Regions from separate parts of the Mus musculus genome. Here region 1 is linked to region 2. The links are chromatin contacts, called in public HiChIP or PLAC-seq maps. All regions are on one chromosome and are shown on one strand. Each heading gives the region's core, a stretch centred on a gene start, on an enhancer-like site or on the middle of the called end of the contact. The rest is flanking DNA. Distances are from core to core; before and after follow the strand shown.

Region 1 (6,994 bases), core at 2,035-4,534, 170 kb before region 2:
CTCCCCATGCTCCTGTTTCTTTCTCCTACCCTCCTCACTCCTTGAGCCTACTTCCTCACCTATACAAATACAGGAAATAATAAGTAACATCTTCAAATTTTTTTTGAGTATTTTTCTTTCTCTAACTTCGCGAAGATCCTCCCCATATCCCTACCCACCTAATTTTATGTGTGTTCTCTCTCTAAAACAAAACCAAAACCATAAAAATGATGGCAGGGGGAGGGAGAGGGGGCTGGAGAGATGGTTCATCGGTTAGAGAGCACTGATTGCTCTTCAGAGGCCCTGAGTTCAATTCCCAGCAACCACTTGGTGGCTCACAACCATCTATAATGGGATCTGATACCCTCTTTTGGAGTGTCTGAAGACCGCCACAGGGTACTCATATAAATAAAATATAAAAATTTTAAAAAGAATGATGTTTGGGCATGGTGGCACATGCCTTTAATCCCATCACTTGAGAGGCAGAGCAGGTGGATCTTTATGAGTGCCAGCTTAGTGAGTTCAAGGACAGCCAGAACTATGTAGAGACCCTTTCTAAACAACAAACAAAACAAATGAAAAACCCCATACACACAAATGAAAATCAAAACAAGTAATAAAAATGACCCACTAAGACCAAAACGTGCCAAAAGAAAATGAAACAGAAGCCTCCATAATAAAAAAGCATGGAGTCTGTTCTATGTTGGCCAGCTAATCCTGAGCATGCAGCTGCCTCAGAGTGTGGTTGGCACACACAGTGACACTGATAGTTTTGCCTTTGCCAGCAGCTATCAATTGCAAATAGATTCTTGGTTAGGGGCAGGACCCTATGTCACTATTATAACACCCCCCACCTTCTTGACAGGATCTCAGGTGGCTCAGACTGTTCTCAAACTTTCTCTGTAGTTGAGGATGGCCTTGAATGCCTGGTCTTCCTCCTACCTCCCAAATGCTGAGATTACAGAGGTTTCTCTGTAGCTAAGAAGCTGATGTCTCCTTAAGTTTTACCCTTTTGGCTGAGTCCATGACAGGATAGAACTCAGCAGGTGCACCAGGCAGCTAATGAGGTTCCCTAAGGCCTGAACTCATTGAAGAGAAGCAGGGTAGAAGAAGGTCTGAGGGAAAGGCAAGCAGTGACTCAGAAGAAACTTGTACACTTCCGTATCTCCAGGGGGAAGGATGCTAAGCCCCCCACTCCCCAACACGTCAATACTTGGCAAAAGCAAAGGTCATTCAGAGAACAGAAGAAGTCATTTAGTTAATAAAGCTCATGTTTGGGTGCCAGCAAGGGGATGAGTGGGTGAAAGCATTGCCACACAGAGCCTTCCTCTGACCCACACACTCACAGATAAAAATAAAGGTTTGTGGTTTGTTTTAGTTTGTTATTGTTGTTGCTGCTGCTGCTGTTGTTGTAAGACAGCTTTCTCTATATAACCCGAGCCTTGAACTCACTTTGTAGACCAGGTTGGCTTCACAGGGATTCATCTGGCTCTGCCTCCTGAGTGCTGGGATCACTCTTTTAACCACCAAATGCTGGGATGAATTATAGGCACGTACAACTATATCAAACTAAGAAACTACAGTTTTGTTTCTGTTCCTTCTCCCAGACCCCGATCCCTTTATATTCCCTTTGCTGCATCTGGCTGGGTTACAGCATGTCTAGAAACCTCTGGGTTTCTTTTTGACTTTCACCCAAAGCCATTTTTCAGTGACCTTTTACTGGCAGATAAAACACAGATGGCTTCCACCTGGGTTTGCTCAGCTTGTGGCATCAAACAGTATGACACTTCCTGAAAAGGGAGGTTGGGGGACAAGGACAGGACTAGGAGCTTTGCCCAGCAGACTTTCTTGCCTTATTAGAGAATCTTTTAGTCCTTTTTCCCTAATCCAAGAGGCAGAAGAGGGTAGGTTTGCAATGGAGGAGCCCTGTAGAAGAAAGAATGGAGAACACAGTGCTCCATTGCCTCTCTGTTGCCTCTCAGTATCCTCGTGTTTCTATGTAAGAGGAAGGCTTTGGGGTTGGATGGTTGCTGTGGGGTCAACATCTCCATTCACTGGCTACTCACGAACCTTATTCCACACAGTGTTACCGGGACTTGGCTCTGGTGAGTCGTGATGGTATGAACATCGTCCTGAACAAGATCAACCAGCTACTTATGGAGAAGTACTTGAAGCTGCAAGATACCTGCCGTACTCAGGTGAGGCCAAAAGCAAAGAGGGGGCACTGGAGGGTCACTAGAGCATGTGCCTAGCACACACAAGGCCTAGATTCAAGCTCCAGCTCCAAACAAGAAAAGAAAACAGCTCAGAGGTGTAGGCTGGAGGTGAACCTTCTAAAGAGAGGCTGGGGAGGCAGCTCTGTTACTGTGCATCTAAACTGTGCACAATTGAGTTGGCTCCTTTTCCAAATTCACATCTCTGCTCTGAATGTCTTTTTCTCTCCTTTAGTTGGTGTGGTTGGTTCGGGAACTAGTAAAGAGTGGAGTTCTGGGAGCTGATGGCGTTTGCATGACATTTATGAAGCAGATTGCAGGTAAGCTTGCTAGCTAGAGCACTAGAAGAAAGGGAAGGAGCCCAGAGATAAGTCTAAGCAAGGGCTGAGTACCCGTGAGGAACTCAAGTGATACGGTTTGGACCCTAGTGTAGATGTCTCCTGGCCACATATGTTGCAGAAGAAAATGGATCAGAAAATCACAGGGGTCTTTGGATTAGTGAGTCTTGCCTTGGTTTCTTTCCTGCTAACTTAAGAGCTGACCAGGTTTGGTCTGTGTTAGCCACTCATCTCTCTCGAGTTGAGCAGCATGCTAGATCAGGAAGGGGGTGCAGAGAGAATCGAGTGAAGCCATTTGCTCTCTGCCTTTCTGCTTTCCCCGACTCTGCCCCTGTTCTAAACACTGGGTCGCTAGTGATTTTGGCATTTTGGAGCTAGTCTGAGGGACAGTGTCACGGAATAGTCCCTGACATTTAGGGTTTTTCTAATCTTCGAATCCGTGACATCTTTCTGAAATACTGAATATGAGAAAAGTCTGCTCAGGCCACCTCTCCTGCTTTGAGATTGTTTGCATTTTGTTTTCCTGATTAAAACAAGAAACAAAGCAAAGTATTAATAATAATAGATAAAAATGAGGCCAACTCTGTGGCTCTGCTTCACCATCAGCGTCTGGGTTCTGTTTCCTGTGGCGATAAGAACTGTACCTAAGTTCTCGTGAGTTTGGGCAAGCACTCCACCTCTGGAGTATGCCGTGTCCAGCTCCTCCCTCCCCCCCACCCCCCTTTTCTTTTTAAATAAAACAAGTCCTGCTATGTAGCCCATGCTGGCCTTACACCCACAGTCCTCCTGCGACAGCTTCTTACCTGCCTTGGCACCTGGCTGTGCTGTGCATTTTCTTCAGGATTTTCTCTTTACACTGATGTCACTGCGTCACATGTATGGCCCTAATCTTTGTGATGCAACTAGGTGAACACTAACCTTGTTTTTCACTGAGATCCAGAGCAATGTGTAGCCTTGGTGTGCTGAGTATTTATTTTTATTCTTTCTTGGCACTTTCTTAACTGTTTGACACTCTCAGCCCCATTTCTCATTCCAATATTTTTATCTGGCAACACTGCATTTTAATTCTGCTCCAGGGATTTCAGTGGCAAGATCCAAAGGCTGGTGTATAGATATCCCTTAGCCTGTCAGAATGCTGAATCCCACCCTGACTCTCAGACAGTAGACTGCAGCTGCTCTCAGCTGCCTGCATCTTTTAGGCCCTGGTTCAGATACCGCCTTTTCAGCTGGGGCGTCTAAGGTCTGTTTTTCTCAGTCATCACTTTTCAAGGACAAAGCATTACCTCTGCAGTTCTGGTGGATAGAACAATATCATCCTCTCTGGTTTGGGGGGGAGGGCAGCAGTTCTAGAACATTCTTTCTCTCTCAAGGCAAAGGGAAAATGTTTACATCCTAAAAGAGAGAACGGTTTATTCTAGCATTCAGGGCAATAGTGGTGGGAGAGTGGACCATCGGGATGACTGAAGAGATTTATTCGATTAGCTGAGTTGCTAATTAGAGCTACTGTATTCTGATTCTTCCCCCTCCCACCCCTTGAAATCAGGTGGCGATGTTACAGCCAAAAATATCTGGTTGGCAGAAAGTGTCCTGGATATCCTGACGGAGCAGAGGTAGAGTCTCCCATGAAGGGTGGGGCTGTGAGGGGTGTGAGTATGGGACATGGGAAAGAAAGGCTGGTGGCTCAGAGCACTCTGAGGCCAGGGGAAGGTGTGGCAGGCCTGATGGTGGCAGATGGAGAACTAAGGTCAAAAGATGGAGGAATGGGAAAGAAGGCGCTTGCTAAAATATCTCAGAGCCCAGAAAATCTGGTCTCATCTGATAAGGGTTTATTTTTGACCCAGACCTCCTTGGAATGTTTATGTTTGGGGGGACTGAGAGGGAAATGAGCTCAGCAGAGGGGCCAGCCAACCACACGAGCCTGGCAGGTACCATACGCTCCTCCCTCCCAGCCTCAGGCCAGCACATGCTCTTTTTTGGAATGTCACAGGGCCAATGTAGGTGACTAGGGAGCAGAGAATCCTGCTATAAAGTGACATGGGGCCACATTTGAACTTCTGGCTCCTGTTCTCCAACAAAGTGAAGGGCTGTGTGAGGGCCCTTCTAGTATGTAAATTTGCTTGTGGCTTCCCCTTGATGCTAATAGGGTCCCAGTTTCTGCATCACTTCTTTTAGTGACTCTTTCTGAGTAAAGACAACAAGTAGCCAAATGACTGAGAGGCCTAAAATTCATATTCATTTCAGATTAAAAGGATGGTTTCTTCATAATCGAGAGCTATGTTCTGCCCAGCCCTGCTCTGTAGTGCCACCTCGTGGCCTGGATCCAGTTATGCAGCTGCCCTGGGGCTGGTCATCACACTAGCAGTGGGACTTCCTAGGAGTTTCTTACTTGGCCTCTGCTTCTTTCTCTTGGTCTCTGTGTTTCTCTGCTGTCTTTGGTGAGAGGCTCTCCCTTTCATCTGCTTCTCCTCTTCATTGTGCCATCCTCATGGCACATTTGTGCCTCTGCTAGTGACCTTCCTCCAAAGTGATTTTTCTCATAATGTCCCTCGTGTCAGATTCTGTTGTAGCTGAATTTCCCATGCAGGGTCACACAGCAGCCGCATGGCTGCCTGAGCCTTCACACGTTGGGTGAAAGGGAACACCTTGGCACTGAAGCCTGTGTTCTGCTTACCACCCTGTTTTCCTAACCTCTCCCAGTATTTCAGGGATGTGGGGTAAAAGGAAGTGCATGTCCTTGGCTAGCATTTCCATTTTGTGAAAACAAAAGGACAGTACTGGGCCTAGTAGTGCATGCATATAATCCTAGCATTTGGGAGGCTGAGGCAGGGGAATTACTCTGAATTCAAGTCTAGTCTGGGCTATATAGCAAGACTCTCGTTTCAAAAAACAGCTCACACATACACAAAAGAAAAAGAAAGAAGAAAAGAAGAGGCCTTGGCCTTTTAGTTAATTAAGTAGCTTGATTACTTTTCCTGAATCAGGAAGTTGCCTGGTTATATTAATTAAACTCTTCCTCTAGCTCCCTGCCTTTCAGCAGGGGTGTCAAAGCAATTACAGCCGACTTGGCACTTAGACCCTCCCCACTGAGCCTTTACCTTTGTCCCTTTTGAAGCAGCGGGAAACAGATAATGTTTTTATCACTCTGTTTTCCACGGAAATTCTGAAACTGGGGAAATGGGCTTTGCCATCTAAAATCAGATGTCTCCCCTACACCCCCAAATCCTCCCCGATTTTGGGTTAGGGCAGGCAACTAATTATCTGAGGGTGGGGTGAATGGTTAGAACCTGGGAAAGGTTTGTGGTTTGGGGGCTGTCGTAATAAACCTGGTAGAGGCACAGCACAGCACAATGTGTTCTAAGAACTCCAGGGCCTGGAAAGGTCCTAGAAATCCCCAGAGGTCTTTGCATCATACTTAAGAGAACTACTGACCGAAAACACTTTCCATAGCTCAGCAGGAAAAATGGAGCTTACCTCTCTCCCAAGCCTAACATACACCGCTTCAGCTATGATATGCTCTGGCGGTTGAATGAGTTAACAAGCACAGCTACTTTATTGGTAGCTGTGAATGTATTTATGTTATAGGAGGCTGATTTCATTTGGTACCTACCTTAGTGAGGCATCTGTCTGGTGAGGGAAATTAGTTACCTTTACCTGTTAGTCAACTCATAGTCGGGTATAACAGCCAGAGTGAAACCCTCAGAAGCCAGAAGCCGTTCTCAGTGTGTGTCATCACAGCAGTATGAGGGTGAGGAGGTCTAGGCAAGCAGTCTGTGCAGTGTCTTCCCTTCCTGCAGGGAGTGGGTGCTGAAGAGCAGCATCCTCATTGCCATGGCTGTGTACACGTACCTCCGACTTATTGTGGACCACCATGGGACTGCCCAGCTCCAGACCCTTCGGCAGAAGGAAGTTGACTTCTGCATCTCCTTGCTTCGGGAACGGGTAAGGGAACAGGACAAACAGTATGAGGAAGTGATGCCAAGATGTGGTGTCCGTGTGGCCTTTATGCTTCTGGGCCAGAGATACCTTGTTAGGGGTGCAGGTGGTTCAGATGTGGTATTTTCATCATCCCTGGACAGCTCAGGAGCAAAGGACAGGGAACCGGAGTGGAATACCCCCTGCTCCTAGAAATGTCAGATATAATGCCACCATCCGCAGGGCTTTTCTGGTCCGTTCCAGCTTACATTGTTGTACAACAGACAGCTGCTATTGTGTGTCCACTGTTACATGAATCTCACCTCCCCCAGAAGTAATTGTTGTGTTTACTTGGGTGGTTACGAATTATTTACTATAGTTTCTCCCAAGAAAGATATTCTAACTCTAAGCTATGAGGACACTGACTACATAGGAAAAGTTAGTTAAAAGAAATATCAGATCAGAGTTCAGTAGTTAAGAACAGGTGCCGTTCTCACAGAGGACCCGGATTTGGTTCTCAGCACCTACATGGTGGCTCACAGCCATATAGAA
Region 2 (7,676 bases), core at 1,143-3,642:
CACACACACACCCCACTCACACTCAAAAGAGAGATCAGAAGAGGATGATCAGTGGGAGGGAAACAAGAAATCTAATAGGAGTGAATATAGTTAGAATACTTTATGTGTGTATGAAAATGTAATAATAAAGCCCATTACTATGTATAATATGTGCAAATAAGAAAAACAAGGAGGGCTGGGCAGTGGTGGCTCACGCCTTTAATCCCAGCACTTGAGAGGCAGAGGCAGGCAGATTTCTGAGTTTGAGGCCAGCCTTGTCTACAGAGTGAGTTCCAGGACAGCCAGGGCTACACAGAGAAACCCTGTCTCAAAAAACCAAAAATAAATAAATAAATAAAATTTAGAAAGAAAAATAAGAAAGAGAATGTGGGGTGAGGTAGCACAACCCTGTAATTCAGCATCTGGGAGGCAGAGGCAAGAAGATCACTGCAAAGTTGAGGCAGGTCTACAAAACAAGTGCCAGGCCTACACAGTGAGAACCTGTCTCAAAAAAGAAAAGGAGAAGCCGGGCGTGGTGGCTCACGCCTTTAATCCCAGCACTCGGGAGGCAGAGGCAGGCGGATTTCTGAGTTCGAGGCCAGCCTGGTCTACAAAGTGAGTTCCAGGACAGCCAGGGCTACACAGAGAAACCCTGTCTCGAAAAACCAAAAAAAAAGAAAAAGAGGAGGGAAGGAGACAGAGAATGAAGGAGGGACAAGCAAATAAGTGTATGAAATGTGATTCTTGGAACATTGTTAACTTCCTGGGAATTGCAACCCAGAGTAGTTCACACACCTGATGAGGCTGCTCACATTATATCAAGGAATATAGAGAGGTCACACAGAGTTTAGTATCAGGGAAAGAATGCACAGTAAGAATATCCTGTTGCTGAAATCCATAATTCACAGACTCACATACCAAGGCCTTCCGCAGCCCTGAGGTGACCCCTGAAGAGATCTATATAACCATGTTTGTCTTTTTCTTTTTTGGTTTTTCCAGTCAGGGTTTCTCTGTGTAGCCCTGGTTGTCCTGGAACTTGCTGGCTTCCAACTCACAGGTGGTGTGCCACCACCGCCCAGGTTATAGCTCTGTTTTCTATTAGCTGTTCTATAATATACTCTTGGTCACATGTTGAAGTCAATGCTTACCGTCACATGCAGGGCCTCCAAGGCCTCATCTATGGCAGCCAGGTAGTCAGGCAGCAGGTCCAGAAGACATGTAGCCAAAAAGACTCCTCCTGCGAAGCAGCTGACGAGGCTCAGGGCTTTCTGGCCCGAGGCTAAACAAGAGTGAAGTACAAAAGGGGTTATATATAACCAAATGAATCTCTTCAAAGTCCTTCTACCCCAACAGAAGCCATGACCACTCCTGCTCCCCCCCCCCGCCGCCCCCCCCCCCACCCCAGTCACCTCGCCCAACCTCCGAAGCAGAAAAGACTCACCTGAAGCTTCATGGTTAGCACCTGACCTTCGAAGCACACAGACAGGTACCAGGCTGCAGATGAGTGTCAGCAGCAGCAGCAGCACCAGGGCCCCCAGCTTCACTTCCAGCCCTACTGGCACCGAGGGCTCCGATGCGACTGCTTCTGGGCGCCACACCAGGAGCTCTGGCTCCCCCCAGGGCCCCATGGTGGCTGTGATAACTCGGTGACTCTTGGACCTATACAGAGAAAACTAGCATGGGTGGGAATGGTCACAGGAAAGAAGGGGTCACGGAAAAGGGAAGGCTGGTCAGCGGAATGCACTTCCCCTCAGCCCAGCCACTTTCTGGCCTTTCCCAGCTGAAGTGACTCATCCACGCCAACATCAGGATTGCATTTCCTCCTTCGAATTTCTCTCCCCAAGTTCAGCGAACCATCAAGGAGGAAACTGAGGCACGCGAAGGCCAATATAGATCTCACATTACTCTTTCACCTGGAGCACGCAGAAAATGAGGTGCAGACTCCAGGTAGGACCTGCACCTGGAGCTGGGGTTCCCTAAGGAAGGCAGACCACTCTCTCAGTCTGCTAAGTGCATGTAGCAAAGGGAGGTTGGAGCTGAAGAGAAGTCCCGGATGGCTTCACCGATGATTTGAAACAGGGGAACTTCGGGGCTGGCTGACTCTCTTAACTACCCACTCCCCAGGGCCATTTCCCGGAAATAACAGGTAGTCTCGGCATATAGCCAAAGAGGGGCTTGGGACGAGCTTTGCCCGCACTGGGCGGCGTCTGGAAGTCTCGGAGACCAGGTCGGAGGCCGCCAGCGTCGCAGGAAGCAGAGGAAATGTTAACACGGAGACCCCAGCTCCTAGCCTGGGAGGCCTCAGAAGCTGCCTTTGACCCTGCGACCAGCGAGGCCTCACTCACCTCCCGAGGGTCTCACTCCATTGCTGTCGCTCGGTTCCGGCCTCGCGTCGGGAATTCCCACCCCCTCCCCACCCCTCTCCCCTCCCCCCCGCCGCCTCCGCGTACCCGCACGAGGCTGCCAATGACTGAGCTCAGTGGGAGGAGCCTAGCCTAGAGTGACGTGCGCTGCGAGCAATTAGAGTCTGAAAACTAGAGAAAGCTAGGCTGGCGGCGAGCTGAGACGAAGCCAGAACCGGGAGGGGACTAGCGGGAAGACCCGAGGGCGGTGGGCCCCCTGAGCTGCCATGGACTAGCAGGCCGCTGGGGCCAGCCAGTCAGAAAGAGTTTGATAGAAGTGGGAGCTAGGAACTCTGCGAGCAAGGCCGGTTCTCTATCCTTACTCCAAGTATTTCTTCCTACATTTCTCAGGGTATCTGTCTGGCCTTGGCCCCAGACACTTAACAGCTCAGGCTCTTTTAGTGCCTAACTGGGCCAAAGGGTAATCATTCCCTTTTTGGGACAAATTTCCTTGCCTGGCTTGCCTAGCCAGTCTCTACAGAAAAGACGATGAGAGGGCTGTGGTGGCTCACACCTTTACTCCCAACACTCTGGAGGCAGAGGCAGGTGGATCTTGAGGCCAGCTTAGTCTACAGAGTGACAGTGTTTGAGGACAGCCAAAGCTACAAAGAGAAACCCTGTCTAAGGAAAAAAAAAGTTTTATAAAAAAAAAAGTAGGAAGAATGGATGCATGAAATAAAAGCCATCCTTTCTACAAATTAACTTATGATTAAAAAAACAAAACAAGGTGGGGGGTCTGGGGGACTTTTGGGATAGCATTGGAAATGTAAATGAAGAAAATACCTAATTTTTTAAAATAATTTTTTTAACTTTTTATTAGGTATTTTCCTCATTTACATTTCCAATGCTATCCCAAAAGTTCCCCAGACCCTCCCACCCACTCCCCTACCCACCCACTCCCACTTTTTGGCCCTGGCGTTCCCCTGTACTGGGGCATATAAAGTTTGCAAGTCCAATGGGCCTCTCTTTCCAGTGATGGCCGACTAGGCCATCTTTTGATACATATGCAGCTAGAGTCAAGAGCTCCGGGGTACTGGTTAGTTCATAATGTTGTTCTACCTATAGGGTTGCAGATCCCTTTAACTCCTTGGGTACTTTATCTAGCTCTTCCATTGGGGGCCCAAAAATAAATTTAAAAAATTAAAAAACAAAACAAAAAACGATTTTTCCTAGACTCCTGTGGCTTATTTGATTTCTAAACATGGGCATGTAACCTCAGCACTTGGGAGGCTGAAGCAGGATTGGCCGGAGCCACGGATGGTGGTTTTTGGCAGAATCAGGAAAAGCAAATCCAGTGTTTTCTCCAATAAGAACAAAACATTGTCCTTTCCATGGAGGAAGTGTCCAGTGTCGTCAACCTGCCACCAGGTTGCTGGCTGGTCACCTCAAGGAATGGTGCAGTATCTAGGGCTCAGCGTTGGTCCCTGCTGTTGGCAGATCTGGCGTTCAGCGGCAGCTGTAACCAGGTCACTGCTTATCTATTTCTTTTTGTCTTAGAACTCACACCAGGAGGTAGAAAGAGAGATCCAACTTCCACAAGTTATTCTCTGGCTTCCAAATATGTGTCCAGTAGCACCAAACACACACAAATAAAAATAAATTAACATTTGCTGAGTTCAAGGATCTTTATGAATTTGAGGCCAGTTCTGGCTCAACAATTAGGAGCAGACAGTGCTGTTTGCAGCACTTTGTCCCAGGACCAGCACACATGTCAGGCAGCTCATACTGCTTCTAACTTTAGTTCCATGGGGACCAAATAAATATGGCTTCCTCCTGCCTGTGTACATACCCACACATAAAAGTACACATAATTTAAAACAAATCTTTTAAAAGTTGAATAGGGGACTGGAAAGAGACCAGCTAAACATTTGAGAGCGTTTGCTGTTCTTCCAGAGAATGCAAGTTTGATTCTCAGCAATCAAATCAGTCTGTAAACTGGGCGTGGTGGCACACGCCTTTAATCCCAGCATTTGGGAGGCAGAGGCTCTGAATTTGAGGCTAGCCTGGTCTACAGAGTGAGTTCCAGGACAGCCAGGGCTACACAGAGAAACCCTGTCTCGAAAAACCAAAAAAGAAAGAAAGAAAGAAAGAAAAAGAAAGAAAGAAAGAAAGAAAGAAAGAAAGAAAGAAAGAAAGAAAGAAAGAAAAAATGTTGGGCAGAATTCTTGAGAGTAGGAGATTCTCCAACAGAAGAGTATCATCTCAGTGACGTTGAACTGTAAACTGCATCCATCATTATTGACTCTCGTCTCCATGTTAAACAGATCTGTTGAACTTGACCTTCATCTGACTAAGGAAGTTATTTTTTCCTCTGCAAAACTTGATCCTTTAGGGAAAAGAGGGATGTTAAGTGAGATGAAGACAGAAGTTCCATCCAGTCCTAGCAGGAACAGAAGCCTGGTTTATTTCCCACTGAATCATCTCTGCATGTAGCAGCCTGTCTGGAAGCCTCGGCCTCTTGAAGTGCATTTAACCACCTTTCTTTCTTTTTTTCTTTCTTCTTTTTTTCTTTATCCTCCCCCCTCCCTGCACCACCTGCCACCTTTTTTTTTTTTTCTTACTTTTTTTCTTTATCCCCCTGTACTCCCAAACAGGGTTTCTCTGTATAGTCTTGGCTGGCCTGTAACGTTCTCTGTCTTGAAAAACCAAAGCAAAACAAAACAAAAACAAACAAAGAAGCTAAGCTGTATTGCTATGAGAGCAATATGAGAAAGTGAAAGTGCTTATATATAATAGTTGTTGCTCAGCTGTCAGCACACACTAGCTCCCTTCCAGTTTGTACCAGTGGCTTAGTCAAATATTCTTTTTTTTTTTTTTTCTTTTTCTTTTTAGTTTTTTTCGAGACAGGGTTTCTCTGTATAGTCCTGGCTGCCCTGGAACTCACTTTGTAGACCAGGCTGGCCTCCAACTCAGAAATCTGCCAGCCTCTGCCTAAGTGCTGGGATTAAAGGCGTGCGCCACCACGCCCGGCTTCACTGTTTTTCTTGAAGTGCATAACTCTGATGACACTAGCTCAAGGCAAAACAAACCCTGAATCTTAGAATCACTATTTTTTTGTCATGAGCATCTGATTCTTTATTAAAACTGACAAAATACTCCATGCTCTTTGAGCCGTAGAGCTGTTTGTTGTACATCACAAGACAGAACAATGCTGATGAAAACAATTTTTTCAAACAGGTGTCATCACTCATTCCAGCTCTTGGGAGGCTGAAGCAGGAGAATTTCCACAATGAAGCCAGCCTTGGTAACAAGAGTAAAATCTCGTCTCAAAAGAACCAAATAAACAAATAGAAAAGATGCCAGGTTAGCTCAGTGGTTAAGCCACCTAACTTCACAATACCCAGTATCCACATGGTTAAAAGAGAAGATTGACATCTGAGAGCTGTCCTCTGGCCTCCATGGTGATCAGTGAGTGGCACGTGAGCCATCTCCCCTCTACTGCCTGTGAGTGTCTGCCCTTACACTAAAAGAAAAGAGAAAGGAGGAAGGAAAAGGAAATTATAATGATCTCACAACTCCAGTGAGACCCTGCCTCAACCAACCCAAACAACAACAGACAAACAAGTTAGGAACACACAGTGATACCTTGCCTCAAAAAAACAAAACTAATGAACAAGCCAGAATAAACAATGAAATCCTGCTTTAAAAAAAAATGAACAAGCAAACAGCTCAAAATTAAAGCCTCATTTTCATCAGCTCTCCTCCAACTCTCCTTTAATATTGTTCCACCATCTGATACTTTCTGACAAGAAGGCAGCTGTAAGTGTGAGGTAAGAAAAATAGAACTTATTGGACACATCACTGAATAGATAATTGGTACTTTTGGGTTTTTTTGTTTGTGGTTTTGTTGTTTTGGTTTTTGGTTTTTTTTTTCAAGACAGGGTTTCTCTGTGTACCCTTGGCTGTCCTGGAACTCACTTTGTAGACCTTGAGGCCAGAGCAGTCTGCCTCTGCCTCTTGAATGCTGGGATTAATTGAAACAGGATCTTATGTAGCCCAGGCTGGCCTTGGCAGCAGAGACACTTCTGGTAAGCCTCTTGGGCATGAAAATTACTGGCATGCACTCCCACACAACCTCTGAAACAGGTTTCAAGCTACACTGATACAGTATCAGCTACTCAGGAGGCCACCCTGAGAAATGAGACCTCCTCACTCCTGTTTCAAAACACAAAACTATACATAAAACTAATAGTTTAAGGAAACAATAAGATTTCAAACCAAAAGTAAATGTTTGGCTAATGTATGGCAGTTTCCCTGTCCTGTGTCCCCCCGCATGGGTTAGCAGGGTCCCCAAAGTGCAGCAATGTGTAACCCGGTTCCTGGATCCACATAGGCCGATTGCACAGGTAGCTGCCAGAAAGTGGAATCCTGGTCCACAGGCTACAGGTCTGCCTAAGTAATAACTTGGGGCCTCAGAACCACGAGGTAAACAAACTCAAACCCAAACAACCTCTGTGCGGTTCCTACCCTCAGCACGGAAGCTTTAGCTCAACTTTCCTACAATATAAGTAGGGGCCTCTGGCTGGAACCCGGAGCCCTGCCAAATTACTTCTGGGATTCTTTTCTGCTGGTCTATTGTTGCTAACCGCGAGGGCGTGAGCCTCGAGATAGTCAGCCATTGGCTAGAAACCCGGTCCTAAGTCTTCAATGCCCAATTAGGATTCACCAGTGGAAGAATGCCTTGTGGCGCAGGGGGCCGGAGCTGGGATGGAGGATGCCTTCAAAATCTTGGTTTCTTTCTCTACCCTGAGATGGGTCTCCCACTTGTAAAGATTGTGGCTTCGAAACAGACACCTGGGAATCCTGTGTACCAGTCACTACTATCTCAACTCTTTGCTGACGAGACATCAAGCCCGCAGCAAGATCTACTAGCACTGAGAAAACTGACAGAAAGGGTGTGGGTACCTATAGTTTTATTTCTGTTTGCACATGGACAGTGTCTTAATATTACTCCCAGATGCAGGTCCCGACAGTGGTTCCTGGCCAGGTGCAACCCAACCCTCTCCCTTCCCCCACCCTTTCCTACCCCAAACTCCACGGACAGCGTAGTGGGCGGGGCCTGATTGGGCAGGACCAGGATACAGATCCTGGTGGAAAGAAAAGGTGTAGTGTTTGGGGCTTCAGCGGGCTAGGCTGGTTTGGCAGAGCAAAGTTCTCCGAACAACAACTAAAGAGAATAAAACAGGTAATACCCAGTGGGGCTATTTTTCTGAACCCAAAGATAAGGCCTGAAGTGTGTTCTCCTCCGAGGGGCTGCCTCATGAGAGCAGAGGAAAAGAGTAACTAACGGAGAAA

Evidence for each region. HiChIP or PLAC-seq counts read pairs in DNA pulled down with a chosen protein or histone mark.
Region 1: an H3K27ac HiChIP or PLAC-seq map of microglia shows a contact between it and region 2, with 5 times the contacts expected there. The contact joins the enhancer-like site here to the promoter of Slc39a1 in region 2. A contact is called at or near these places in 9 of 39 promoter capture datasets (the 3T3-L1 cell line, the C10 cell line, cranial neural crest and 6 more), 8 of 115 datasets of contacts at active chromatin or transcription factors (the 230-238 cell line, bone marrow-derived macrophages, embryonic stem cells and 4 more) and 3 of 9 other capture datasets (adipose tissue, liver and pancreatic islet).

What each region holds. Positions count from the first base shown.
Region 1 is chr3:90,410,676-90,417,669 of GRCm38.p6, reverse strand. Ints3 (integrator complex subunit 3) reads left to right here. Exons shown (of 30, transcript NM_145540.3): 4 at 2,064-2,177; 5 at 2,428-2,512; 6 at 4,074-4,140; 7 at 6,325-6,469. Among named protein-coding and RNA genes, the nearest start is that of Ints3, 19 kb to the left of the region's middle. Within about 2 kb of position 3,284, at least 9 of the 459 cell types and tissues checked have an H3K27ac peak or open chromatin away from gene starts, as enhancers often do.
Region 2 is chr3:90,242,908-90,250,583 of GRCm38.p6, reverse strand. Slc39a1 (solute carrier family 39 (zinc transporter), member 1) reads right to left here and starts at 2,392. Exons shown (of 4, transcript NM_013901.2): 1 at 2,325-2,392; 2 at 1,421-1,638; 3 at 1,128-1,258. The coding sequence starts at 1,607. Creb3l4 (cAMP responsive element binding protein 3-like 4) reads left to right here and starts at 7,441. Exons shown (of 10, transcript NM_001307934.1): 1 at 7,441-7,566.